Linked DNA regions of Rattus norvegicus: region 2 is linked to region 1. Evidence: chromatin contacts called from public Hi-C data. All regions are on one chromosome and are shown on one strand. Each heading gives the region's core, a stretch centred on a gene start, on an enhancer-like site or on the middle of the called end of the contact. The rest is flanking DNA. Distances are from core to core; before and after follow the strand shown. Region 1 holds the start of Trim67 (tripartite motif-containing 67). Region 2 overlaps Trim67 (tripartite motif-containing 67).

What was found. Hi-C and Micro-C count contacts between places; a contact is called where the count stands out from the background.
Region 2: a contact with region 1 is called in a Hi-C map of kidney, with 3 times the contacts expected there. The contact joins the enhancer-like site here to the promoter of Trim67 in region 1. A contact is called at or near these places in 4 of 12 Hi-C or Micro-C datasets (Schwann cells, kidney and liver).

Annotation. Positions count from the first base shown.
Region 1 is chr19:69,658,576-69,665,928 of GRCr8, reverse strand. Trim67 (tripartite motif-containing 67) reads right to left here and starts at 4,152. Exons shown (of 10, transcript NM_001135715.1): 1 at 2,691-4,152. The coding sequence starts at 3,701. Trnaa-agc43 (transfer RNA alanine (anticodon AGC) 43) reads right to left here and starts at 6,629; the gene lies at 6,549-6,629.
Region 2 is chr19:69,695,628-69,702,980 of GRCr8, reverse strand. It overlaps Trim67 (tripartite motif-containing 67), which reads right to left. Exons shown (of 10, transcript NM_001135715.1): 9 at 6,820-6,982; 10 at 5,177-5,242. The coding sequence ends at 5,177. Among named protein-coding and RNA genes, the nearest start is that of C19h1orf131, 20 kb to the left of the region's middle. Within about 2 kb of position 2,625, at least 20 of the 93 cell types and tissues checked have an H3K27ac peak or open chromatin away from gene starts, as enhancers often do. A contact at or near this core is called in kidney and liver, where this site is marked.

The DNA of each region.
Region 1 (7,353 bases), core at 2,903-5,402:
GGCTGAGCACAGGGTCACTACATGTCTGTAGTGTCTAGGCAGGCAGAGACAGGAGGATTCCAGGGACTCACTGACCAGCCATCTTGGCCCATCTGTGAACTCCAGATTCAGTAAAAGACCTTGTCTTGGAATGTAAGGTGGTGTTCTATGGAGGAGAGCACTGGACACCAACTTTTGCCCTCTACGAGTGCATGCACAGATGTGCACCCATACCCATGTGTGGATACATGTACGACACACTCCCATACATTCAGTAAAATAAATGAAACAAAAAAAAAAAACAAAAAACAAAAAGAAGCACGTGAAGGCCAGCATGCTGGGAAATGTCTCGGTGAGTAAAGGCACTCTCTGCCGAGCTTGATGACCCAACCAAGCTCCATCCAAGGAACCCAGATGGCGGGAGAAAACCAACTCCTAACAGTTGTTCTCATACCAGCCCACTCGCACCGTGGCACGTGTAAGTGTGCACACATGCAGAGAACAACAGCTGCAAGTTTTAAAAGCATACCAATTAAACGGAAACAAATCCAGAGAAAAATATTCACAGTCACCACCTGCTACTTTCTCCAAGTCAACGAGGCCGAAAGCACGGGGTGCGCTGCCCGGTAGCCGTCCACAAATCCATGGGTCAAGCATCAATACCATAAAACAGCAAATAACATTTAATGGCTTGACTGCCACACTGGGGGCTGTGCACAGAGGATCATACTTACCCCATCGACAAGAATCCAAGCTGGGTGTTACCTACACCCGGTTCACAGTTAAGACAGCTTAAGCGAGCATGCACACACAGCTAGTAACTTGCAGGGCTGAGCTGGGGAAGCAAGGCTGTGGGACCCTAGAGCAGGGCTTCTCTGCAGGGGGTACTGCAGGGTCTCAATTGTACTGCAGGGTCACTAGTGTTGCCCGCCAAATCTCCAGACCTTTCAGAGTGCCAGGGGGAGCTGGGGTGAAAGTACACATTACCCCTACTGAGAACCCCTGCTCTGAGGCATTCAATGAGATTTCCTCCCCAACGTAGTTTTCTAATGGGTTCTCTATTTACTTTCCCCCCTATAGTTTTCATTTAAAAGTATCGCTGTATCCTACGGCTTACATCTGTAACCCCAGCCCTTAAGAGGCTGAGAAGGAAGGTGGTTGTGGGTTCGATGCCAGCCCGCACCACGTAGTAAGTAGGAGAGGATCTTAAAAAAACAAAACCAGAAACCAAAAAACCCAACCTCCTCTAAATATCGAATTCTCATAGTGGCGTATGTTTATTGTAGCAGATGTAAGAACATACAGTAATCCTGTCTTCCACACAGATAAGCCACATCTCTATCTGGCTACTCTGGGCTGTTTGCAGTTTGTACGAGTTACCTCAGCAAGCTGCCTTATTTTCCCGTGGCTCTACTCTGTGTGACTATAGGCAACAATTCTTGGCGGACAGTCTGGGCACCTCTTACACCTTCCAGGGCGGGTTTCTGAAGGAGGGGAGTGTGAAATGCACCGTGAACGTGTGACTGTAACCTGTTCTGTGTCTAAGGAGGCACTTAGGCCGGTCACACAAAGACACTGGATAGAATGTCAGGCGAGGAGCTGCCCTGACCTTGCCTTGAGGGCCGGCGAAGGGCCCAGGCGGACTGTCACGGCTTTAGGAAAAGAAGAGAGCAAAGTACCAGGTCTAAGTTTCGAAGAGTAGTACTGATCCTAGCCAGTCCCCAGCGGGGAGGCTGTAGGCTAATGCGCTTGGTCTTTTAGTAAAAACGTGGTCTTCTGCTCCTCCACAGCTACAGTGGCAGAGCCTCAGGCAAGAGAAGGACTCTGGGGGAAACCACACTCCTTTCCTGGAAGGACACCTTCCCCCTCACTTCAACTCTCTTCCACAGCCCAAGAGACACTGCCTCTTCTCTACAAGTCTTAGAGGAATTCTGGGCATAGAGCTAGCTGGAAACTAAGTGAAGGAAGAGACATTTCTTCTCTGGAAGCTGAGAAGGAAAAAGCTTTTCTGTTCCGTGAGGTGAAGCTGATGAAGGCTGTGGAGGAAGAAGTACAAGGCTCCAGGGACCTTGAGCTGGGGTGCTGCCTCTCTGCCTAGGCCACAGATTCAAGGAGGAACCTTCAGAAGGGTTCCTATGGCCAGCTGCTAACAGTCTCACTTTAAAACCCATCTCTCCCTTACAAGGGGGGAAGGAAGCTCTGACAGTGTACCTTAGAATCTGGGCGAGAGCCCTGCTTCTGTGCTTTGGCAACCTTTTGCCTCAGAAAGGAAACTCAACAAGTCCTTTTCATAACCCACCAAGCCAATACTCAGTGCAGGGTACATGGTCGACTGAGCTTTGGTCAGACAGCGACTGCTGGGATCCTTGGGCGAATGCACGCATGTATGAACATATAGGTCCAGAAACGTACTGATGATATGCATAGATGCATGAAGGGTTGGATGGAAGCATGGGTGGATATGTAGTCCAATGTATGGATAGATGGATGCATGAATAGATGGATGGAGAGATGACCACGTGGGTGGATGGTATGTATGTATGTATGTACGCATGCATGCATGCATGGACGGATGGACGGATGGACGGACGGACGGATGGAGTGATTACTGTTTTGCCTTCAGGCCCACCTTCCAGCAATTCCCCAAGAAAGGGTCTGGAGAATCTCTGAACTTCCACCCTGGCTGGCATCCCCACACAGCCAACGCTTACCTTGTGCTGTTTCCACGTTGCCCCCAGCGGCTTCACCTCGTGCTTGCCATGCCTGCCTTCCTCTAGGCACATGTAGCACACCGGGCTCCGACAGCTCACGCAGTACATGCTGTAGTTCTCCATCTCGTGCTCCGGGCACGTGGGGAACTTTCGAGGCACGGGGGCCCCGGCACCCCCTGGGCTCCTGCATCCTCCTGCGCTGGAGGCGGTGGAAGTACCGACTGAAGCAGAGGTAGCCTCTGGGGGTGCGGGCGGCGGCGGCGGCTGAACTAGCCGATGCTTAGCGAAGGGGCCCCGGGACGGGTGGCACTTGAGCTGGCAGGTGGCGCAATAGAGCACGTCGCATTGCTCGCAGAGAGTGGCTGCCGGCTCCGGTGGGGTGCGGTCGCACAGCTGGCAGATGGCCACCGCCGGGGCTGCAGATGCCCCCGCAGCAACCCCACGGCCCTGCTGGTACCGCTGCACGATGCCCTCCAGTAGCCGGTTGCGCTGGAAGCCTCGCAGGCCGCGGTGATCCAGGGAGGCGCTGCGGTGGCACTGCGGGCAGGTGATGGAGCTGGAGGACGAGCAGAGCGAGGAGCAGGCGGCGCCTCGGGCCGCGGCGGCAGATGAACCCGGAGGCGCAGGCACCATGGGCAGCACGCGGACTCCATTGGGGGACTTGAGGCTGGGGGTGTAGGAGCCATAGCCGCTGTCAGTCTCGCTATACAAGCTCAGCTTGTCCGCGTGGTCTCCGCCACCGGCCGCCCCGCCGCCCAGGCCTCCGGCTGTACTAGCTCCGGCGCCTCCGCAGGTCGCGCCGGCCGCTGCATCCTGATCCGGAGGGGGCGCGGCGGCGGCGGCGGCGGCACCCCGCGAAAGAAGGAGCGGCGGGGGCAGGTGCTGCTCGCCGTCCGGGGTCTGAACCGCGATGGTGCGGGCGCACGGCAAGCAGACATTGTGAGAACAGGGCAGGATGATGGGCTCCCGGAACAGGGATCCGCACACTGGGCACTTCAGCTCCTCCTCCATCGCCGCGCCCGCGGCCAGAGCCGCTCGGGACCAGCCAAGGATGGTCAAAGCTCCGAAGACAAGCGCAGCTGGGCAGGCGATGTCAGCGCTCTTGAGTCAGGAGGCGGGGGTATTACACGGGCATGCTGTCTTCACCCGAGGGTGGCACGCCCCCTCTCTGTCCTCAGGCCACCGCCCTAAGACGCTTGGCCGCCAGAGAAAGGAGGGGTCCTCACCTCCTGAGGGCGAGGCTCCCTCACCAGAGGCGGCCGTATGAAGGTGGCCAGCAGCCCTCGCAGTGGCCTCCGAGGTTGTCCAGGTGGTGAATAGGCAGCAGCAGCGCCGTCAGGGGTACCTCGTGCCTCCACTCTACGAAGGACCAGTGACTCGCTGCTGTGAGCCAGCAAGGCTACTGAGCCGGGCTCCGCAGCGCCGCTGCCCCGAGTCTTCCTTCTGCGAGCGCCCCGCCCCTAACCAGCTCTTGGCCAGTGCGGGAGCAGCGGGGCCAGGGCTGGTTCAGCACCACCAGACGGCGGACAGCGCCCGCGAGCGGATGGGCAGGGAATCCGCGCCCGCACCCCAGGCGCATCCCCCGCCAGGCTGTTGTGCCACCACGGCCACCTCGGCATCCCCCGGCCCGGAGACCGTCGCCGTCCTGCTGCTCGGGCCGCTGCTTTCGGAGCTGCCTCCTCACAGGCCCGTATTGAGCAGCGTCCCGGGCTCGCCTCGCCGGCTCCGGTTCCTGCGGTTCCCCTGACCTTGGCCGCGCCACGCTGCAGCGGCGGGGGTGGGGGGGTGGTGAACACCCGCTGGCTCGGGAATCCCCTCCCGGTCCCGCCGCCTCCCGCGCCCGCCCGCCGCGCCGCGCCGCGCCGCGCGCCCAGGAGTTGTAATTTCCAGAGCGAGAGTAACGGGGCGGGGGGCGGGGAGCCAGGCGTCAGCTCAGCGAATGAGGGCTCGCCTCTCGCGGCTGGCAGTCAGGGGCGGGTCGGAGGGCTTCGTGGGGAGGATCATTGTGGAGAGCTGCTCCGATTCGGATGGAGTCTGCACGGTGAATTAGCCCGGCGCCCCGCCCCGCTTGCCAGAGCATCCCTGGCCAGCTCCTGCCCTGCCCACTCCCGCCACCATGAAAGCGTAAACAGCGGTCCCTAAAAGGCCAGTCGCTTGGAAAAGGCCCCCCAGCACAGCGCGACAGTCGCTACCTAAATCTATTTCCCCCGCAAAAAGCTTTCAAGGCACAAAATGTCGGACAGCCTCGCGCCAAAGGGCGAGGTTTCATTTACGCATCGTTCCACAAGCCTTTTTTGTCTCCTCGGTTCTACCCGGGCTAGTCGTGGACGATGAGGCCCAGAGCGGCGAGGACTTGGCGAGGACACCGTGAAGGTTGCCAAATACAACCTCCCCGGGCTGCTCGGGGCTGGGGAGAGGCAGGAGGCCGCGAGCAGGTGTTCGCTTTATGAATGGGAGCTTCCTGCAACGTCGCCGCCCGCGCGCCTGGCTGCCGGGCTCTTCCCGCCGTCTGCCCGGCTGTTCCGCACCGGGGTAGTGCGGGCTGCCCAGAGAAGGGAAGGGTGTGCTGAGCATGGAGCTAAGGTCGGGCCGGGGACGGGAAGAGCGCGCTGGGGAGGGAAGAGCGCGTGGAGCGAAATGCGCGCCACGCGGCCCTCTCTTCCTCTGCGATCCACGCCGATTCGGAACAGACAAGGAAATTGTCGATTTAAAAAGGATGTGTCAGCCAGCATGCTGGCTCGTGCTTGTAATTCTAGCACTTGGGAGGCCGATGTAGAAGGATTGTTATGAGTTAGAGGCCAGCTTGGGCTACATAGTAATTTCCAAGCTAGTCTGGGTGTTTCATAGCAAGACTCAGCCGGACGAAAACAAAAACAGCAATCGTGGCGCAGACTCCTGTTGAAGGAATGCAGGGCCCCAGCCGCTGCCAGCATTTGGAAAGTCAGCAGGAGAGAATGAAGCCAGAGATTAATGAGGCACCTGCCTTGGTCTGGCTCGTTCCCTAAGGGATACAACCTCTGGTGGGAGGGAGTTCGCCAGGAAAGTCACGGCAAAGCGCCCCAGTGAAGCCCATATCTTTACATGACTCCCCGGGGTCCTGCAGCTTGCTTCCACCGGCCTAGTCCAGAAACTACTATGACAACACCGTAACAACACACATGTGATCTGGCCAAATTGTTACGGTAAGTGATGTGGACTACTTTCTAAGCATCTCAGGTCAACTGAATAGCTTACGGAAGCCTGGCTCCACGTTTAACTGCTGCTAAACCGCAGCCATCAAATGAGCCCCACCACCGTTGTTCTTCAGGAAGCAGTGCTGTGTCCAGGGCGGAGATGAAGGCAGCGCTTCAGTTACCTGGTCCTGCCCACAATACATTGAAAAAGAAAATCTTCAGAAAGTCACTATTGAACCCGAGGTCTAGGCGAGCCATAGCTTGGGTTACTGAAAGCTCTTCAAGAAGTTGGAAGGTGGGCTGGAGAGATGGCTCAGCGGTTAAGAGCACTGACTGCTCTTCCAGAGGTCCTGAGTTCAATTCCCAGCATCCACATGGTGGCTCATAACCATCTGAAATGGGATCTCTTCTGGTGTGTCTGAGGACAGCTACAGTGTAGTGATAGAGTTAATTAAAAAAGAAGAAGCAGGTGGTGCAGGTCTTTAAGCATCAGGAGTCAAAGGTCAGAGGCATCAGAGGCAGTTGGAGACCAGCCTGGTCTGTAGAAAAGTCCTAGGAGAGCCAGGGCTCAACAGAGAAACCCTGTCTGAAGTAAGTAAATAAATAAATCCTTTCTGCTGGACCCAGCTCAGCCCCGCCCCTGGGACCAGCTGGATGTTAGACCTCTCTCTTTTTTTTTTTTTTCCTTCGGAGCTGGGGATCGAACCCAGGGCCTTGTGCTTGCTAGGCAAGCGCTCTACCACTGAGCTAAATCCCCAGCCCCGAAGTTAGACCTCTTAAAAGGTTCATGATTCTCATTTTCAGACAAAGACAGCCTGCTTAGGCTTGGTCAGGGTGGCCCTTCTAGCCAAGTATGTGTCTCTCTGCACAAGCAAGACATGCCGTGACACTACTCCTAGCTTGGCATACAGAAAGCAGCATACAGGTAAAAGTCTCAGGATTTGGAAAGCTGCAATGAGAAGACAGTCTGGGCCACAGAGTGAGACCCTGGCTCCACAAACAAACAAACAAACAAACAAAACACAATGACAAGCCGTAAAGAAGCAAGCAAACCTTCTTTCTTGCTTTCCATCAAAGCATCTCGCCTGTCCTCAGTTCCCACCACTCAGTTCTGTAGCTGAAGTTGGCTCAGCTGTGTGAAAGTCTGGGACCTAAGCTATGTCTAGTGGAGGACAGGCTTCCTGTGAGGCACTATTCCAGGCAGCTCTGGTGCTTCTCACACAGAGCGGTAGTCAGTACTGATCGTCACCACTGTCTATTAAAGGTCCTGTCTGATGCAGCGGCACCAGAGGTACACACAGTGCACTTTAGGGGCTAATGAGAGGAGCCCTTGCTGAGTGAGCCTAGCTCCCTGAGTTTGAGCCTTAGAATCCAGGGAAAGGTGGGCAGAGGAATCCAGCTCTACAAGGTTGTCTTCTTATTCCCACGAAAGTGTTTACACACACACATACACACATATATACAAATACACAAACACATGCATACATACA
Region 2 (7,353 bases), core at 1,376-3,875, 39 kb before region 1:
GGCAAGGAAAGGCGGGGAAACGGGAGGAACAACGGTACATAGCTTTCTGTTTCTGTTAAATTCCTTCGCCAACATTATACAAACACCGTTCATGCTCAGTGCGCCGTGCAGTGCAATGGTGGCGATTCTATATCATGCATTCACGTTTTCTGTTGTGTCTGCACCCCACTCTCTGCTGGTGCTGAGAAAGTGGGGTGCTTGGGAAGTCCAGTCTCCTGTGGCTTGGAGTTGGAAAGGCCACTCAAGTACCTTCAGCCTCTGTCTCAGGGCCTGTGTAGCCTCCTCGAACAGCTGTGCCCATTGGTGCCCAGGGACCCCCTCTAGCCCTCCAACTCTGCCACCTTCCCAGAGCTGAGTTGACAACTGGCCACTCGAGGGAAACATGTCACTTAGAGTCGGGTCCCAGCTCCTCCCACTGAGTTCAGCCCTGTTGGGGGGGGGGGAGAAAAAGTTGGGCTCCCACCCTTCTTAGCTTTTGCCAGGAAACGCTGGCAGCAGTCAGTTGTCTAAAATTAACTTGTGGCCAGTCATCCCCTCCAGGTCCTAGTTCAGCTGTATGCCATAACAGTCTCAGGAGACTTCCGAAGCCATAAACAAAAGTCAAATGCCAAGGGGCAGGGGGGCGGGGGGGGGGGAGTTCCTAAAGACTGGAACTGAAGGAACAGAAGGCAAAAGGCATATATATATATATATATATATATATATATATATATATATATATGTATGTATGTATGTCTGTCTGTCTGTCTGTCTGTCTTGGCTTAGGGCATACCACATGCAGATGCCTTTAGTACACAGGAGGAGGCTGCTGACAGGTTTGGCCAGTTCGAGGCCCTGACACATTATACTTATATTTTTGGTTGGGGGCCTAGCCTTTAACGGCTGAGCCATCTCTCCAGCCCCTGACACATTATACTAACCCAGGCTCGCCTCCACTAATGGAATGTGCTTGCTGTGGTCACGTGAAGCTTGGGTGAAGATATTGTGGTTAGAGGACGCAGTAACAATCACCCAGATTAGATCCACTGAATGAGCCGTTTAGCCTGGACCTGATTGTTGAGTCTCTTTCGTGATCCACACAATTCGGAGAGGAGGTAGGTTGGTGTGACCAGTCCTGCTGCAGGAAGGGACAATGAGGCACGGAAGAGTTGGGAGGCTCATCCCATGCATGCTGTGAGCCAACACCTAAGCCAGCTTCAAAGGTAAGCGGTGAGGGAGACTCTGGTCCCTCCCTTTTCCCTCAGCTCTCAAGGACCCCCCTTCAGCCAGGAGCCCATACCAGATGGGCTGCCAGTGACGACCTGCTTTTCCTGGGGTACCAGAGTTCCCAGGACTAGTATGGACTTTGAAAGCCTTTTAACAATATACATAGGAATTCTTTAACCCCTTGAGGGCCCCAAACCCATTAAGATGTCCCTGTTCCTCCTGCCGGTAAACAGTGGCCAAGAAAGGGGAGTTTTTCTTTGCAAGAATGGAGGTGGGAGTTGGCGGAAATGTGAGCCCTTCGTTCCTCACTGAAGACCTGTGAAGAATTCTTAGGTTGGGTTAACGATGGCTTTGGGACAGACCTATGTGACACAGGAAGGGGTACCGGCCAGCACTATGAATGTCAACATTCAACGAATCGGCATGGCCCAGATCCAGGTCAGCTCTGAGGGGGTATCTGGATGCCTTTGGGTATTTGGGGCTGTCACACTAACTGGGGGTGCTCCTGGTATCTGGAGAATAGAGACCCGGGTGCTAAGCTCTCCAGCACCCAGGCGCCACTCCCACAGCCCTGGGATGGTGTTCTTTGAGATCCCCAAGTGACTTCATCCACCCCCTTCACCTCCACAACAGGGGGACTGGTAATAGCCACGTGAGAGGCAAACCGGGACCACCTGCACTGAGTCATGTAGAGACTCAAAGAGCAAGCCTTTCACTCACAGAATGAAGGCTGACATGCTGCCCATGCATGATGCATGCACAAGGTCACTGTATGTGGGTCCTGACCTGAGATGGGTTACTTCACCTTAAACAAAGGAAAGAGCTCAGTAGAGGGTGCCCCACACATGCGCACCCATCTCTCACAGAGCTTGCCCGTGTCTGTCTCGGGGCTCACCCTGCTATCAGCATAATGCTTCCTGGCTCTGGATTCCTTTGAGCTACAGGGCAGCTAAGGACATTTTGGAACCACAGAGCACATAAAGATCTGAAGGTACAGCCTGGACCACGCACAGTGTGACTAAGGCTGGGTCTGTGTTCCCAGACAGGGCAGAGGAGGAAAAGCCAGCTCTGTGGGCGCTGCTGTCCTGCTGTGAGGGGAGAGGTGCTGTGTGTAGGGGTGGGTACCAGTGGGTGCTTGTCAAGGACATTCATTCAAAAGGGATTGGCATTCACGGACCCACCCAGCGAATAGGCTTCAGAGCCGTTCTCGCAGACATTTGACACTTAACCCGAGGTCCTTCTCAGTGGCTCACGAAGGAAGGCCTTACACCAACGTCATGTATACACAGCTGTGGCACCTCAGTGCCAGCTGCTAAGGACTCCATGTGATAGAACTCCGCGATCCCTCTGCCCTCTGCCAGGGCTTTGCCTCTTTCCAGATTGCCTCAAGCCCTGAGCGTGAGGCCCCGCCCCTCTCAAGCCCTGAGCGTGAGGCCCCGCCCCTCCCTACTCTTCTCCGCGCATTCTTGTCCCTGAAAGGCGCCCGGTACAGAAGGCAGGGGAGAGGTGGCTGTGCAGGGCTGCCTGGGCTGTCCCTGGCACCAGCGTATTGCTTCTGGGCTCTAGTGAGCAAAGGGAGACAACTAGCCCCACCCACTTATACTGCTGTGGGGGGCGGGGGCTGGCTCTGCCTTGCTCAACTCCAGGGAACCTCCTTAAAGAGGTCACCTGAGTCGGGTGTGGTGCTCACCTCTGTAATCCCAGTACTCAAGAGGCTGAGGCAGGAGGATTGCTGTGAGTTCAAGGCTAGCCTAAGCTGTATAGTGAATTCCAGGCCAACCTGGGCTACAGTGTGAGACCATGTCTCAAACAAAACAATAAGAAGAAAAAAGAGGAGGAGGAGGAAGAAGAGAGGAAAGGGGGAGGAGGAGGAAAGTGGCCTCCTGAAGAGCTAGGGGGCTCAGTGGTAGAGCACTTTCCTGGCATGTGCAAGGCCAAGGCCGTGGGTTGGGTTCTCCAGCACCAAAAAAAAAAAAAAAAAACAAAACAAAAACAAAAAAAAAAAACAAAAAAAGTCACCTGGGATTATGGCCACTTTCTCATCTCCCCAAAGCCATCCACAGGTACAGATCACCAGGCAGATGATTGGCCCAGGCTTTGAGACTAAGGATCCCCCGTGGCCGGCCTTCCTGCCCCATTCTTACTCCAAGGTTTCTGGTTTCTCTCTCCCACAAGACAGCCAAATGCCTGGATTACCACCACCAGCCCTGACCACGGCCGTACGTGGCTTCCTGGGTCCAGGAAGGCAGGGGCTCCTCCATGTTCTTCCCTTTGAAATACCTGTCTCTCCCTTTCAGAGCTGTGGCTGCGGCCAGAGCTGTAGGAAAGGGACAAAGAGGTGTTGAGCAACTGAGGCTGTGGCCGGCTGGGGTCCTGTGGCTGCCCTGAGGGCTCTACATGGAGTCGTGACCCAGAGATTACTTAGCAGGATGGGAGTCCAGAGAAGCCAAGGCCAAGCCCTGTGCAGTGAAGATGGCCTCAGGGTCCAGTGTGGAGGCTGTGCAGTGCCGAACTGCTCCTGGTGACATCGGAGTGTTTGAGGAAACTGGGGCCACGAGGAAGAATTCTGAGGTAGGACTGGTGGGTCTGTGCAGCCCAGTGGTGGGTACTTAGGAAGCACAGTTGGGGTCGGTGCGCAGGTACGTCTGACAGGCAAGTCATTTCCCTGTGTACGGTGAAACGCCGGATGAGTTGACTTCTTTCCAAGGGAGAGAGCAAGGCTGCTGCCAGGCAGAGCTGGAGACTGACAGGAAGTGAGCTCTGGAGACTGCGGGAGACAGGAAGTGAGCACACAGGGCCCCAAGGCAGGATGATTCCGAGTGGAGCTCCCCAGCAAGGGCAGTGCTCCTTGGAAGAAGGAAGACTCAGCTGCGTCCGGGGGAACCCTGGCTTGAGTGGAAAGAGAGGCTGTAGGGTGTGGCCATCGAGTTTCAGCTCTTCTCTGGGGGCTCATCTGTCTCATAGTAACAGAGCCAGCCCTGTTGCCACCAGGGTCGCTTCTCAAGTTCATGATGCTTCAAAGAGGGCACTGGGTGAAGCCCTAAGGGCTTATTTCGATGTGAGGTCTTCCCAGGGTCTGCTGCATCCGTGCTCAGGCCCCAGCCCAGGAAGGCAGTGCCGATATATGTCTGACAATTTTTGTGGAAGCAGGTACTAGAAAAAGCCACCTGTGCAAAGATGTATCACTGTCTTGGATTCCAGGGTTTCTATTCGTAACTAAGAACTGAATGAATAAAATGTAATAGATTGTGTGTGTTTGTGTTTGAGAGAGACAGTGTATGTGAGTGTGTGTGTGTGTGTGTGTGTGTGTGTGTGTGTGTGTGTGTTTCTGTGTGTGTGGGGGAGGGAGAGGGAGATCGACAGAACATGGATAATGTTACAGACCCTAAGGAAGCCTTTCTGAAGGGTCCTAGCAGCTCATTAGTGATTAATGTCCCCTCTGAATTGGTTTGCAGTGAATTGAAAACTGCATATCCCAGAAGCTCAAGGTCAGTTCCTTCCCACAGAGATGACAAGCCTGGGACTCCAGAAGGAGCAGAGTCCCAGCAACGGGTTGCACGCAGGCATGGAAGTGACATCACAGCGCAGATGCATCCTGGGATATACAAGTCTCAGAGTCTGTCTCCCTCTCTCCCTCCAGAAGAAAAAAGAAAAAAGAAAAAAATTTAAGAGGAAATCAAAGTTTCAAAGAGACGTCAGAAAACATTAGCTGGAAACAAAAGGTGTCTGTCCGGAGCACTGTCTTGAGGGCACCCTGGGGACCATAGCCCTGTGGCATGGAGGTGAAAAGCCACTCCTGACATAGTGGATCACAGTATGGTCGTGTGGCTTGTATTGCATTCATTCTCAATCCCCCGCCGAAAAGCATCTTCAGATGTCCGCTGGCTGCTGGTACCCAGGACTTTGTGCTGTGTCCTGGTCCTCCTCGAGGCCCTCCATCGCGGCCAGCTAGGCAGCGGGAGCCACCAGGCTAGTTGCCTGACAGCTTTGGCCGTCCTAGGTTTGTTGGCACCTCCAGTCCTGTGTGCAGGGTGACCTGGAAAAGATGAGACCAGCAGGGGTTGGCTCGGTGGCAGAGCGCTTGCTCAGTATGCACAAGACTCTGGGTCCCGTCCCTAACACAGGGGAGGGAGGCGGGAGATAGAGGGGAGGGAACAGGGGGCAGGAGAGGCTGCCCATTAGCACGGAGCACCGAGGCAGCACCTCGACCACGTGCTATGACTTTTATCACTCATCTGTCCTCCCCACATTGCTAAGGCCCATGGAACCTTGTGCTTCCTGCCTCAGAAGGGGAGCTAAGTGTGAGCCGCTGGGTTCCCTGCTTGGCTACAGCCTGGGAGACTGTGGCAAAGAGGCTCTGCACCTGCTATGTCTCCTCCAACTCACACTGTGATCCTCACTCCCCGCTTCAAGCAACCAACGCTGGACTGCTGTAAAACCAGTTGCAAGGCAGTAGATACGTGGAAGGTCCCTTGATAGCTCCAGGGACAGAAGGAATCTGTTAGAAGCAAAGGATGCCCCAATCTGGCCTGTGTCAAGAGCTCCTGTGCCATCCGTCCCCCTGGGGCACTGGGCCCCTGCTCCTTCCTGGAGTCCCCATGGAGTACGCTTGCTCCAAGTGACCTCTCTCTCCTCTCTCTCTCTCTCTCTCTCTCTCTCTCTCTCTCTCTCTCTCTCACACACACACACACACACACATACACACACACAAAGAGAGAGACAGAGACAGAGACAGAGAGAGAGACACACACATACACACATAGACACACACACACAGGGACACATACATACACAGACATACACACACAGACACACAGAGAGAGACACACACACACAGAGACATGCACAGACACACACACACAGGCACACAGACACACACACAGACATACATACACACACAGACACGCACAGACACACACACACACAGGCACACAGACACACACACAGACATACATACACACAGACACACACACACAGGCACACAGACACACACACACAGACATACATACACACAGAGACACGCACAGACACACACACAGGCACACAGACACACACACAGACATACATACACACAGACACACACACACACAGGCAGGCACACAGACATACATACACACAGACACACACAGACACACAGACATACACACATAGACACACACACATACACACACAGGCACACAGACAGACATACACACACAGACACACACAGACCCACACAGACACAGACACACACACATGCGCACACACACACACACGCAGACATACACACACACAGAGACACACACAGACATACAAACACACAGATATACACACAGACACACACACACAGAGACACGCACAGACATACACACACAGAGACACGCACAGACATACACACACACAGACACACGCAGACATACATACACACAGATACATACAGACACACACACAGAGACACACAGAGACACACACATGAACACACACACACACACACACACACACGATGTTCACAGAGGCTAGCAGGCAGACTGCCTATCTGATGAACGAGGTGACCAGTTCTCACGAAGGTACTCGTTGTTCAGGAAGCAGAGAAGCGGCAGGGACTGGGCAGGCTGGCTGTGGTGCTGAGAGTACCTGCACGTTTCGGTTGAGGCTGAGGGCAGGCATGAAGACCCCATCCACGTGGCTGAAGGCTGTGGGGCCCTGTTGTTGCCCGTTGATGAAGAAGGTCAGAGTGTGCTTGTTCAGGTCCAGCAGCACGCCCACAGTGGCCCCCTTGCATACACCGCCTTCGGTCCTGGGAAGATAAGCCAGGAAAAACCTGTCAGCACACCAGATCATGGTGTGACAGGAACTTAGGACACCCCAAAGGATGTGGAGAACACCTTCACTCAAAACTAGCCTCCAAGTAAGTGTGTGCATGTGTGTGTGTGCATATGTGTGTGCGTTTGTGTGTGTGTGTGTGCGCATATGTGTGTGTTTGTGTGTGTGTGTGCGCATATGTGTGTGTGTTTGTGTGTGTGTGTGTGTGTGTGTGTGTACCACAAGAGAAGACAGCCCTAAGGGACCAAGGCTACTCAGCCCCTTCTTATCCATAGCATCTGAGACCTACACGTCAGGGAATGAGATTGTGGCTAAGTGGATGCCCCCTGAACACAGCGCACCAGG